2 separate regions of the Astyanax mexicanus genome follow, and region 1 is linked to region 2. The links are chromatin contacts, called in public Hi-C maps. All regions are on one chromosome and are shown on one strand. Each heading gives the region's core, a stretch centred on a gene start, on an enhancer-like site or on the middle of the called end of the contact. The rest is flanking DNA. Distances are from core to core; before and after follow the strand shown.

The links. Hi-C and Micro-C count contacts between places; a contact is called where the count stands out from the background.
Region 1: a Hi-C map of muscle shows a contact between it and region 2, with 17 times the contacts expected there. The contact joins the promoter of akap13 here to the enhancer-like site in region 2. A contact is called at or near these places in 2 of 3 Hi-C or Micro-C datasets (both in muscle).

The regions. Positions count from the first base shown.
Region 1 is chr10:9,963,567-9,970,500 of AstMex3_surface, forward strand. It overlaps akap13 (A-kinase anchoring protein 13), which reads right to left and starts at 4,132. Exons shown (of 41, transcript XM_049484323.1): 1 at 3,951-4,132.
Region 2 is chr10:9,909,543-9,915,839 of AstMex3_surface, forward strand. akap13 (A-kinase anchoring protein 13) reads right to left here. Exons shown (of 41, transcript XM_049484323.1): 5 at 1,707-1,893. Among protein-coding and RNA genes, the nearest start is that of akap13, 55 kb to the right of the region's middle. Within about 2 kb of position 4,304, the one cell type or tissue checked has an H3K27ac peak away from gene starts, as active enhancers do.

The sequences.
Region 1 (6,934 bases), core at 2,882-5,381, 54 kb after region 2:
GGGTTGCACAATAGGACCTGGTATGATAACAAAATATGATTTCAAAAAAAGCTTTGCTATAGATTGATCAACTTGATTAAGTTTATTAATGGAAGTATATGTAAAATGTCTCTTTTTGTGCATGCTCTTTTAAACCTTTTTAATATTATTCTGGTTTAAAGGAACAATAATATCTTATTTTCGACTGGATGGACTCAAAATCCCTAAACATTAAACATACAATATAATGTCCACATTTCACATATAGTTCACATCCCTTCTAATAAACACATGGGGTGGAGACACATTTGCTAGAATAAATCAAAGCCCCTCTCTATGCCCTTAAATATTAGCAATGTGCTGATTCCACCGTAGCTACAGTAAGGTAGTAAATCATTCTATGATTCTATGTAGTGACTTAGAACAACATTTGTGGAATTACAGTTAATTGCAAATCTGTACTTCTGTTTAATACGAATATAGAGAAATCCATAGGAATTGTCAGTACAATGACTGTTTTAAACAGTTTCTGTAGTCTAATTTTTGGTTGCATCAAATCTATCTGTTTCTGATATTGGGTATTTTTTATGAGATACTGGCCAGCCCACCCAAAGCCCTTCTGTCCTCTCCACCTCCTGCGCCAATGGGTTTAAAACCCCAGAATTGTGAAGTAGGACTGTGATCTACTGAATAAATGTTACTCCATGCTCAGTGCAGTTCTTTTGGGATGAGTTGGGGATAATGTGTGGTGATCCTGACCTCTTTAATCGATTGGTCACTAAATGCAATCCTCCAATATCTATTAAAAAGAATAACACGGACCGTTACGAACATTGCTCCAGAACAAACTCTTCTATAATACCCAGAATTTCAATAGAAGCAATCAGTGAGAAGCTTTTCCAAAACGTGTCCATATAGGGTGCATTGTTAATAAGTATGAGACATGTTAGAGCTTGTCTGCACACCTCCAGCTCATCTACATTCAGACAGAGAGAAGAATCCGAGAAGAATCCAAGAAGAACCCAAAGCCTGAAGAAAGCCGGGGGTGTTTAAAGACCTGTAGTCTTAACAACAACAAACTGAGGGATGCACGAGGGACATGAAAAACATGAAATATTTCCCACACTGCAACACAGGATAGCCCTGTAGTTCATATCAGCATCCTTCTCATATAAGCTCCTCTTCATTTCCATACGTTTCTGCTAACTGTAACAAAGAAAGCTAAATGTTGAGTGTCTTCAGGAGGTCTCAGAAGGTCTTTAATCCTCTGTGATGCCACAGTCATCTGTCAGTAATCGGGAGTTCAAAAGTGCATAATTGTCCCTTTTCTCTCTGGGTTGGTAGAATGACAGTAGTTACATTGATATAATGTACAGTATATCTTATTGACTGGCAGGTAAAACATAAATGTGTTGGCTCCTAGGACTTTCTTAGCTTGCTCACAATGCGCAACAACACTGCTAAATAGACCAACGAAGTCTCACTTTAATGCACCTTAATTGTTTTGCAAAATACATTTAAGTATATTCAGAAATATAAACCATATACATAAACATTGAAAATCAAATGAAATAGCAAAATGTCAAACTCAAGACCATCTACAAACTAATCACTCCCTCCCCCTCCCTCAATATTAGACACTAGCATGGCAGGTGTCAGTCAACCCATGTAGCAAAATTAGCAGCTAGTGTTCTCCTCCAATCGTGTTGCGCTTTAGTGGACTTGCTTTAGTGGACTTACAGCCTGAAAAGATGGTGGAGCTCAGTCACATTTCAAAGAAATACCATGCTAGCCTTCATTCTAGCATAACATACTGTAACAGTGTGAGAATGTTGTAGACAAGGGGAGATCTACCACAATGATGTTTGTAACAAGATGTTATCAGAACCTTCAGGAAAAGAACCTGAGGAACCATTTTTAATCGTTTAGCTTCCATAATTTATTATTCCATAATATATTCAATAAACTTAATGAAACCCAGCAAAAGCCCCAGTGCTAACTGACTTAATTTCCTCTGCTTTTAACAGAGACAAAACATTTCACTTGGTGAGTTTTGTAGAATAATACTCCTGTTAAGAATTTAGCCCACATTCTGAACTACTTCTCAAAGTTAAACAAGGACGTTCAGTGGATACAGTGGTAGCAGCAGTTAAGGGGGCAGTCTGAATATTTGCATGGCTACAGGGAGTGCAGGACAATGTGGGACTGCAATTTTCATATCCTAACTGAATAAACTGCTGGAGAAGTAGGTTATTCTTTTCGCTCGTTTCCTATAAATGGTTCTACATGAGGTTGTTAGTTTGGATGCACAGTAATGGGAATAGTGGGCTGACATACCGTACATTATATATTATAATGTATGTCAGAGAGCGAGAGAGAGAGACAGCTCTGGAAAAAATTAAAAGACCACTTCAGTATTTGAATCAGTTTCTCTGATTTTGCTATTTATAGGTTTATGTTTGAGTAAAATGAACATAGTTGTTTTATTCTATAATCTACAGACAACATTTCTCCCAAATTCCAAATAAAACTATTGCCATTTACAGCATTTATTTGCAGAAAATGAGAAATGGCTGTAACAACAAAAGATGCAGAGCTTTCAAACCTCAAATAATGCAACTGTTTTTAATCACAGTTTTCATTCATCTTAACATGTGCTACTCCAGAAGTCTTACACACTGCTTTTGGGTAACTTTATGCCACACCTTGGTTTGATGGCTTGTGATCATCCATCCTCTTCTTGATTACATTCAGAGGTTTTCAATTTGTATGTATATATGTGTATGTGATTTTGTATTTTGACATTTTGCCTTAAAAGAAATACAAGGAGGTTATGTTTGCACAATGCACTGTGTTTAATATATATTTGAAGTATAGAATTTATTTATTTATTTATTTATTTATTTTACAATATCACCCGTCCCTACACGGAAATATCTTTAAATATTGGAATATAATATTTTACCACATTGTCCACCCCTATGTTAAACCAAAACAAAGGCATGGTTTCATTCACTCTTCCAAGCAGTCCTACTTCCAACATGAGCTCCTACTTTTGACAAATGAGGAAAATAATAACTGAGTTAAAAAGTGAAATCATGGAAATTAATATCTTTAAAGCAACTAGAAACACAAACTAAACTGCAGACAAAATTCATGCACTTCTTAATGTGTCCTCCAGAGGGATACCTGATTTTGTAAGATATGGCTTTGCCAAATTGCACTGTCTTTATTTCTTACATTAGTTATCGACCACCCAGGTGCTGCATATCTGTATTTACCAAACAGTGCTGTTAACTTGTGGTTTCTGAGGCTGGTAACTCTAAGGAACTGTGCAGCAGTGATAACTCTTCATCTTCTTTTCCTGGTGTGTTACTTATGAGAGCCAGTTCCATCATAGCATTTTTGATGGTCTTTTCAACTGTACTTAAGGATAATTTTAAAGATCTTTAAAATCTTTTTTACTATTGACTGACCTTCATTTTTCAAATAAAGAACTAATAATTTAAATCAATATGAGAATCACTCATATATTTGAAGAAGTTCAAGTTAGTTTTTTTACACTATTGCGCAGCCCTACATGAAAATGTCTTTAAATATTGTGATAATATTTTAACCACATTGCCCTCCCCTATGTTGAATCCTTGTAGAACCAAAACAAACGCATGGTTTCCTTCACTCTCACAGGCAGCACAACGCTTAACATGAGCTCCTACTTTTGACAAATGAGGAAAAATAATAACAAAAAGTGAAAATATGGAACATAGTATCTTTAAAGCAACTAAAAACACAAACTAAACTGAAGCCAAACTTTATGCACAAGCCAAAGTTGAAAACTAGGCTCTTTTATAAAACTATAAATCTCGGAAAATGCCCCGAAAAACCACAGAAACAGGAGAAACGTGAGAAAATTGTGTATTGTATGCAGTATTGCAGTAATAACAGTAGATAGTACACAGGCTCTCTCTCACCTCGGGGTCCGCCGTGCTCAGATCCTCCTGCTGCCTTTCAGAAACACTCATACCCTCTCACCCACCAACACACCACTCTCCAGCACGGGTTAAACAGCGCCTATCCGCTCCAGAGCCGCTCTTCTCCTCGGACTGGACTGGGTTTGGTCTAATCGCGGTTAAAAATCCTGTTTTTTGGGGCAGAAAGCGCCCACTCGCTCCACGCTGAGCTAAACTTGTGCTGCTGTGGCGGAGCGGCCATCTGGAGCGCTGCCTCTAGCGGCCGATCTGAGGAACTGCAGCCCGCGGCTGAAAACACGCGGCCCCTGCAGACGGCGGGTCTCAGCGGCTGCTGGAGATGAACTGCGCCTCGCCGCGGTCAGGGCCAGCCGGGCCCTTATTAACACTAACACAGGTGCTCACAGTATTCTCATTCACTGCAAAAAAATTCCATTAGGGACAAAAGTTTAGGCCATACCACATATAGGGCCTATAGTGCACTACATAAAAATAAGGTAAGAATGTATTTGTGCTTCATTACTTGACACCTCTGGGCTCTAAACCCACCACCTCAGCACCATACGCATCATCATTCCATAGGCTACAATGTGTGTAACATATCCACTATTATTAACATTATTTGTAATTAGCTTACATCATACAAGCGTCATTTTGGCTATTTTAACCTTAAGGGGTAGCAAACTCACAAAAATGTTCTAATTATTTTCACATTTAAATACGGACTGGTATATAAGTGGCATATTCATTTAACTATTTGAAAGTAACATCATTCACTGTGAACAACTTAACCAGTTTAATTTCTTTAGTTTCAGCAATTGACTAATTTAAATGCACATTTTTTTAAGTATGTGCGAAGATGTAAATATAAACCCCAAACCCAAAATAAACCACTGATGGTCAAATATTTACTTTCTTGTTTTGTCCTCCAGAGGGATAATTCCTCTTGTGAGACTTGGATTTGCCAAATTGCAACTCACAGTAGTTAGCACCAGATCTCTTGGCGTTTGTGGCAAATTATGTTAATGCATCAGAGTTCCTTTGATTTGCAAGAAATTGCCTGAATATGATTAACAGTAAGGTTTAAAAGAGAGAGGACTATAAGAAAAGATGTTTATATTAGAGAAAGCACTATATTAAAATAAAAATTATTGCGAGGAGAACCAGTTTCATCCATATTTAGATGACTCTACCCCTAATCCCAAATCCCAAAATGTGCAAAGCTGTCATTTTAGCAAGAGGTGCTACTCTAAAGAATTCAAAATATAAAACATAGTCTGGTTTGTTTAACCTTTTTGTTTGTTTACTAAATATTCCACTATATATTTCCGTATAGTCTGTATTAGTTTATTATTAATCTAAAATGCAAAACATTTCAAAATAATAAAAAAATCACTGAATTTAAGGTGTGTTACTTTTAATTGGTACTGTATACATGCAACATCAAATCCACCAAATCTTTATCTTTATGTTATTAATTTTAAGGTTGATAATGGTAAAAATTAGCAAACAGGACTAATAAATCTAAATTATTTAGGAACTACTTTATTGTAAATATATAATCCTTTACCTTTTATATATAATAGCATGTGTATATTATGTTCAGTTCTGTCAGCAGCTCACCTGATTTACCAAATTACCAAACCAGGTGTAGATATGATGATAAATAACTCTATTAAACTCAGATGAGGAGGAGAGATTAGGAGATGTTTAAAAAAACAGGAAAACAGGGCTATAAAAGCTCTGTTTTTTGTAAAATTGCTGTTTGTATTTATTGTATTTTTAGTGTTTTAGAGCTAACAATCACTTACTTCACAGATAAGAAGCTTTTTCTTTACTGAAATCCCCACAGGTGCCTAAATCTTTTGCACAGTACTGTATGTTTCGTTCAGAAATATGTTGTTACTAACAGAAATATTTTTAATGTAATAAATTAAATTGTGCAATTTACGGATAATATATGCTTTCAAATTAGCTTTTTTATACCATATCAGCTTCTGGAGACAAATATCGCACAGGGAACCTCGACTACGCTCCCTCTCCCTGTATTCTCCTCAGCCTCTCGTTTCTCTGTCGCCGCGTGCTGTTAAACGCTGTACATTAGCACTGGTCTCTGCGTTCTTAATCACGCCCTATCACAGGAATAGTGCACTATATTGTGTGTTAACCAATGGTAAACACTGCACTGTTTCTGTGATAGGGAGGGAGTGATTTAGAACGCACCACCGCGCTGCCCCCCCTCTATGATATGGCAAGCCAAATGGGTCAGAATTCGCCTGGGTCTGACGGCGCTTAAAGCGTGCGTAATACTTAAAAAACGCCGTCCAAAACGCCGTGCAGGGCTTACTTTTACGCCTTGGAACAAACGCGAGGCGCCGCCAGGCGTTTAAGAGCGTGTGGCGGCGCCAGGCGCTTACATAACGCCACCACGCGTTTTCATAACGCCTCCAGGCGTTCCATATGCAAAAACCGACAGAATATACATATCCCCTCCTTCTCCAAGCAGTTCAGCCCTCTGACTCTGTCAGGGAACTATATCTCCTGTTAAAATAAAAGCCCCCAAGTGCTTCAAATGTCTGCTGTGTTATTAGATGTGCTAGATTCATGTATTTCTGGCTAAACTGGGCTTTGCAAAATGTAGTCCCTGATTAAAACATAACAAAATGTAATCAAATGTACTTATTTTTTATCAACTCTTTCATTGCTGGCCTATTTAGTAATCATGTTTAATTTGTCTGATGCCGCAAGACCTGAGCCAGCCAACACACACACACACACACACACACACACACACACACACACACACACACACACACACACACACACACACACACACACACACTCTCTCTCTCTCGAAGGCATTGGGGATTTTAATAAAACGCGCAATACAGAGACCACCACAGCATACAGAATGAATGCATAAATGGAGAAATTAGGAAATCAACCGGACACACAAAATCCAGCAACACATTTAGCAGATCTGTGTA
Region 2 (6,297 bases), core at 3,054-5,553:
TTGTTCAGAAAGTATTTTATTTTCTTACACCTTCTTATATTATTTGGAGTTCCATTTTTAGAAACACAGTTTTATTAAATAATAGGTCTATGCTTCTTCTGTGCTGCACTGTTCATTAACATCATTCTGAACAGATTTTGCTCATTTAAACACATCAGAATTGCAGTTGAAAAGCCACTATACTTTGGGGGTTAAATCAGGCGCGGGCCCATAATGACAGTTTGTGGGCTGGGTCGGGTTCGGACAGAACGTGAAAGGCTTGGAAAGGGTCAGGCTAGACCTGGACAATATTTCGGTATCCCTGGCCGGGCTACGTCAGTGCGTAATGACGTGATCACACAGGCACGTAGCCAGATAGGCTAGGCTAGGCCTGAGTCGGCTCCGCTCCGCATTGCATCTAAAATGTCCCGCGATGAAGCTCGGCTGCGCGCCGGTCTGCACCTAAAATCTCCCTCATTGAAGCGGAACAGACCCTAACCGAGCAGATCTTGGCTGCGCTCTGGTCCGCACCTAAAACCTCCCGCGATGAAGCTCGGCTGCGCTCCGCACCTAAAATCTCCTGCGATGAAGCCAAGTGGAGCATTGATTTATTCTGACCATTTTTTTATCTCTTAAGTATTATACAGTTTTTGTGAGAGGAGGCTTTAAAGACTTAAAAAAAATTGACAGTAGTGTACAGATTTCCAGGGATTCTTAGCAGTTTTTCTGAGGCCTTCAAAGTATTTATATCGATATCGATATTATATCGTATCTACGCTTTCCTAGGTAGTGATCAAATGAGGTAATATCAGCAATTCCCAGTGCAAATGACACAATGTGACTAATGACATAATAAAACACATCAAGTGTGACACCTGAAGCTTGTCTCTAAAGGTAGTGAACGCTCGCAAACTTTGTGTTTCTTCATCAGTTCAGACAGTACTGACCATTACAGATTGTTTATGTGTGTGTGTGCGTGTGTGTGTGTTTAGCTTGTTTATTCAGAGCTGCACACACTGTCCTTGAGCTCTTATCACAGCTTTAATATTTCAACATCAGCTGACTATAAACTGCCCCAGCGGCAAAACTCTCAAAACACGCTTTTATTATGAACACTTTTACTTGAATTTTACTTTGTTTATGAGTCTAAAAATGTCAAAGTTGAGAATCATTGGTCCCCAGCCAAATGCTGGGGCCTTCATATTCTCATGCTTTGGGCACAGAAACTTTTAGCTCATCTTCTCACAGCTGCATCTGTTATATTGATCAGTGATTTTCTATTTACTAATCACCTGTGGCAGCAAGGCAAGCTTGTTGAAATAGCTGATCCCAGTAATATAAATGCCTGTCTGGATACTTCGACACAATATATAGTATACAGTACTGGGCAAATGTTTCAGTCCGCTGTGAGAAAGGCTCCTCCCTCAGACAGTAAGTGTTTATTTACTCAGCAAAACACTTTTATAAACAATGTATTTTATTAAATACAAATACTATTGCTTTTATATCACTGTGTTCTTTAAAACATATGCCAGTCTAGTGTTCTTTATAGTAAGTCTGGTTAATCAGGTGAGCTGGTGACTAGATCACAAGATAACAACGACTTTCTTCAAAAACGTATAAAAAAAACTTCTATTGCTGTGAAAAATGATTAATTATAATGTGGTTAAAGGTCTTAGTCTGACACATTTTATCTTTAGTGTGTACCCTTGTGTGTGTGTACTCACTCTGAGAGTAGGTGCTGCAGTTGAGAGTGTCCTCTTTTGTGTGCTACTCCTGCAGGTGTGTGTCCCTGTTTGTTTGGGTGTCTCAGGGCGTCCTGGCCGCCCGGTTGCTGCAGCAGGAACAGTGCCACCCTCCGCAGACCACGCCGCGCCGCAAAGTGCAGCAGAGTCTCATGGGGTCCAGGATCTGCTGGCAAACACACACACAAAATATTAAGACAAAAAGAAAAACATAGATTCAACACAGAATAGTTCTAACTAGTGATACTAGTTCTTTGTTATTTTTTATTGAAACGCAGCTTTAACATTTGAGTAATGTTCTAAACCATATTATGGCACAATCTACTCAATTAAATAAAGAAAAAAAAAATACTTTAAAAATTTTCCTTAATACCCTTAAGTGCAGTCAAAACACCATCAAAAACTTTATGATGAAAATGGCTCTCATCTGGCCCACCCTAAGAAAGTAAGCACAAGAGTGTTCGCTGTTGCACAGGATTAGTTCAGCAAAGTTACCAGCCTCAAAAACTGCAATTTAACAGCACTCCAGATAAGAGCACCTAAATACTACATGATTCTTTATGTATTCACTCATAGTCTGAATGACTTCAGTACTTACTTACAATGTAGGAAAAAAATAAAATAAAATAATAAAACTGAATGAGAAGGTGTGTATTTGACTTGTACTGTATACATGATACTATTTAATAATGTAATTGTGACTTATCACAATTATAGCACAACTATACAATTATATTTACAGGTACACACTTTTTAAAATGAAGGTCAGGTGAATGACTCAAGAGTTAACATGTATTAGTGATATGTTTTGTTACATTACCATAATTTCAACACATTCAATACCATATCAAACCGTTTATATCCTCCATATCCATATCTCTTTTTCAAAAAGAGCCAATTTAATTCAGTTTAATCTGTAGCATGCATGTTCTTAAAGAGTAAAGAGTAAAATAAAGTGCTTACAGCTGATCCAGAGTTACGGCTGCTGTTCACAGTCAGAACATTACTGCTGCTCCTGCTATCAGGAACATTAACGGCTCCGGTTCTTTAGACGCAGTGTAAGAGCTCAGATCTGCGCTGTGAGAACTATCCTCCAGCCTGAGCTCATTAAAAGGGTTTGTTGAGCCAAACACTGATAACACTTAGACCCGCCCACTTACTGCCTTGGCCAATGAGCTGCAGCTCCATCACTTCATAAAAACAGACAGACCAATGAGTGAAGAGCTGGACCCTGAGCTACCTCTGCAAGCAGGGATTCTGGGTAGAGCTGAGCAGGCCAAGTTAAAAACAGAGATGAATAATTTACAGCAGAGACCAAACAGAGCACAAGCAGAGCCTCTTTACTGGTTTCCAGCGTAATGAAAGATTACTGGTGGCTATTCTGGAGTGTGACAGTGAGAGAGAAACTGGAGCTAGTGGTCAACAGAGGAGAGACAGTGGGGGGATTGTTCTAGGCTGTTAATGAAAGGCTGGGAATGGGATCGCTCAGTTAAACGAGCCGCTGGGGATTTAAAGACTAATTTGGATACTCAGCCTAGAGAGAGAGAGAGAGAGAGAGGCTAGTGAAGTGCATTCACTCAGTCTGAGTGGGTGACGCTGAGGGTAGGCTGGGTGTAGATTGTGTTATTAAAGCATAGTTAGGAAAAAATCCTATTAATACACACAAGGTCAAAAATGAGCTATACAATATGTTTATAAAGTTCTCTGCACAAAATCCCTGTCACATAAAGAGATCTCATCAGCTCTATTCCTGCCAGTTTTAGTCCCTTTAGAATAAGCTGTTTATGGGCTCTGTCAGCTTGTGCTTAAATGCAAAATGCGAACAAGCTAGTCCATGCTTAACTGTGATAAAAACACAAAACTCCTTATTTGAAAGTACTAACATCTCTCATCTACTGACTTGCCACATACAGTAGGTACAGATCCCTTCCTCAGACAAAGTCTACTGGCTAATCCTGTTGTGTACTGTTTGAAGTTCTCAAACAAAATGACCGAAATTATATTTATATTTTTAAAGCACACAAAAAATGAGTTTTGCATATGTCACATTTAAAAATAAAATAAACATTGTTTGGTATATTTTGGTATATTTGGTATATTTTCCTTACAATTTCTATTAATTTACCAGTAATGATAATATGAGTAAAAATTTAAGGAAAAGAGTTCAACAAGTCCTACAATCTAAAAAAATAATCCAACAAAATCCTAAGGGGTCCTGTTATTACTGTTAAACTATCAAAAATAAAGTATAGCGGCAAGCGCATATGTAAGTCTTTTGAGCCTTGGTATGGGTTCTCAAAGACCAATATGGTTCAATCGTTTTAAATTGTCTCTGACAAATTATTAATAAATTATTCATTAAAAGGTAAATTAGTGCTATATAGCTGGAAGCTGTGAATAGAAAAATGTCCCTGGACAGTGATATACTGTAGCTCCTATAGGGGGCGATAAAGGATCAGGCTTTGGGCACAGTGCCCATTGGTCAATTCAATTCCAGAGCAGGTCCAGGTGCCCAGCGCCAGCTGCAGGAAACACCGGCACTCACACACCACCAGCAACACACTCAGAGGAATTTCATTTTCCAAAACACACACACTCAACCCCATAAACACACAGACACTCAAACACACACACACTCTCTAATGCAGTACTGTCAGACGATCCCTATGGCAGTGTCTGCAGTCTGAAACAGGGGAAATACTGAAGGACAAATAAAATAGTCAGCATATTACAGGAAACGCACTCAGCTGTTCACCATCTCTTCATAAAAGCCTGTGTTTATTTATTTGTTTGGGTATTTACTGCTGCTACACTACCTGCATGACATCATTGCTAAATTAGGAGCTGACAAATATTGTAAACTCCATGACATCATTTAACATCAACACAAAAAGCAGCAGAGAAGATGAGGTCACATAGGCATCGTCTCCAGGCAGACTAAAGGGCACTGCCGAGACCTCATGCAAAATAAATGGTACGTTATGAAGCATTGATATATTATCATTATTTCTGATTTGTAAATATTCAAACTTTTGAAGTCTGTTAAACTGCATCTTTACTCAAACTTTATTATTACAGAATACAATTAATACTATTAAACACCCAGAAATGATGCATAAGGCATACCGGATTATAAAGAGCATTTAAGCAACAATAGTAGAGAACAAGGGTGACACCATGTTTCTCTTCTATCTTTAGCACTCCTGATGATGTATCGGGTGCTTGAAAGGTTGTACCAAATCTTAGGGTGGAGGATTTCATCTCTTCCCCTTGTAACTCAGTGAAAAGAAAGGGTAGGGGTAAGTGTAAGGGGCCAAGGAGTAAAATTAAATTGGGCCTAGCCGTAGTTAGCAGCAGCAATTAGCGCTAGTATATGACGCCAGATAGCACTACACTGAGGAACCCTGAATGTTCTGGTAACCTAAGACTCTACCATGTTAAAACAAGCTACGTGTAACAAATCTCTAGCTGATAAACACGCAGACTACAGTCCAATATACTCACCTCTAAATGGCGAAAGAATCTAATGCTACTGTTAGCAGCTAATGCTAATACTGCTCCAGCCCCTGTATAACACTATACTTCAGCAGAGTGGCTTTACTGCTCCTTACAAACTGATTGGTAAAATTCATGCATAAGACACACTTACAATTTTTGGGAAAATGTAAGGATATTAAGTGTGGTTTATATCGTAAAAAATACGGTAATATAGTGTCTAAATACTATTATAGTGAAACTATACTGTATAGATAATACAGTATATACAAACAAAAAAAAGAGTTTTATTATATGTTTTCACATTTTTCTTCATAAGTGCTGGTATAATTAATCGTTCTGCCAATGATAGCAAGCCGTCCTGGCCCATGAACTTCTTATTTAAACCAAAAGATCTATTGTATTTTTACCCCTCTGGCTTATTCATATGAGCTTTAAAAACAGCAGACCGCAATGTTCTTTTCCAGTTTCCCAAAACAGTGTCTCAGGTATCAGGTGTTTTAATAACTATTTAATGTAATAGGTTAAGTGATGTGCGAACAGAACTTTTCACACCAAATCCAAATCTGACTTACTTTGTTTACATATTAACCTTTTCTATTTCCAATAAGCAGTTCTGCATGTTACTAATATCATATATCCCGGTATGAGATTAGACTGATCTTTAGAGATAAGAGTGAAAACTGGCAGGCTGGCAGGGCAGTAGAGGCCTGACTATTTATAATCTAATACAATTTCACTGATAATCGTCTCCGGCTAACGTTACAAAGAACAAATCTGGCTCTCTGACAAATGAGCAGCATTCCACAAACGCAAATTCCCCAATTCACTCACACATCACTGCTACCAGCATAATACAACAAGTTAAGAATATCTATGATGATGTCAGATGACAGTATAAAATAAAGCACCTATTTAAAATATCGACACCTTTCTAAAATAAACTTTTTTTTTTTTAAGTTTTTAGAAAACACAAAAAACATATGGTTATTTAAACATTAGCAATGGTTTAAGAGAATAGTCGAGCAACAGAACCAACCAACAACTTTCCTCATTTAAAATCTTTAAAAATATTGAT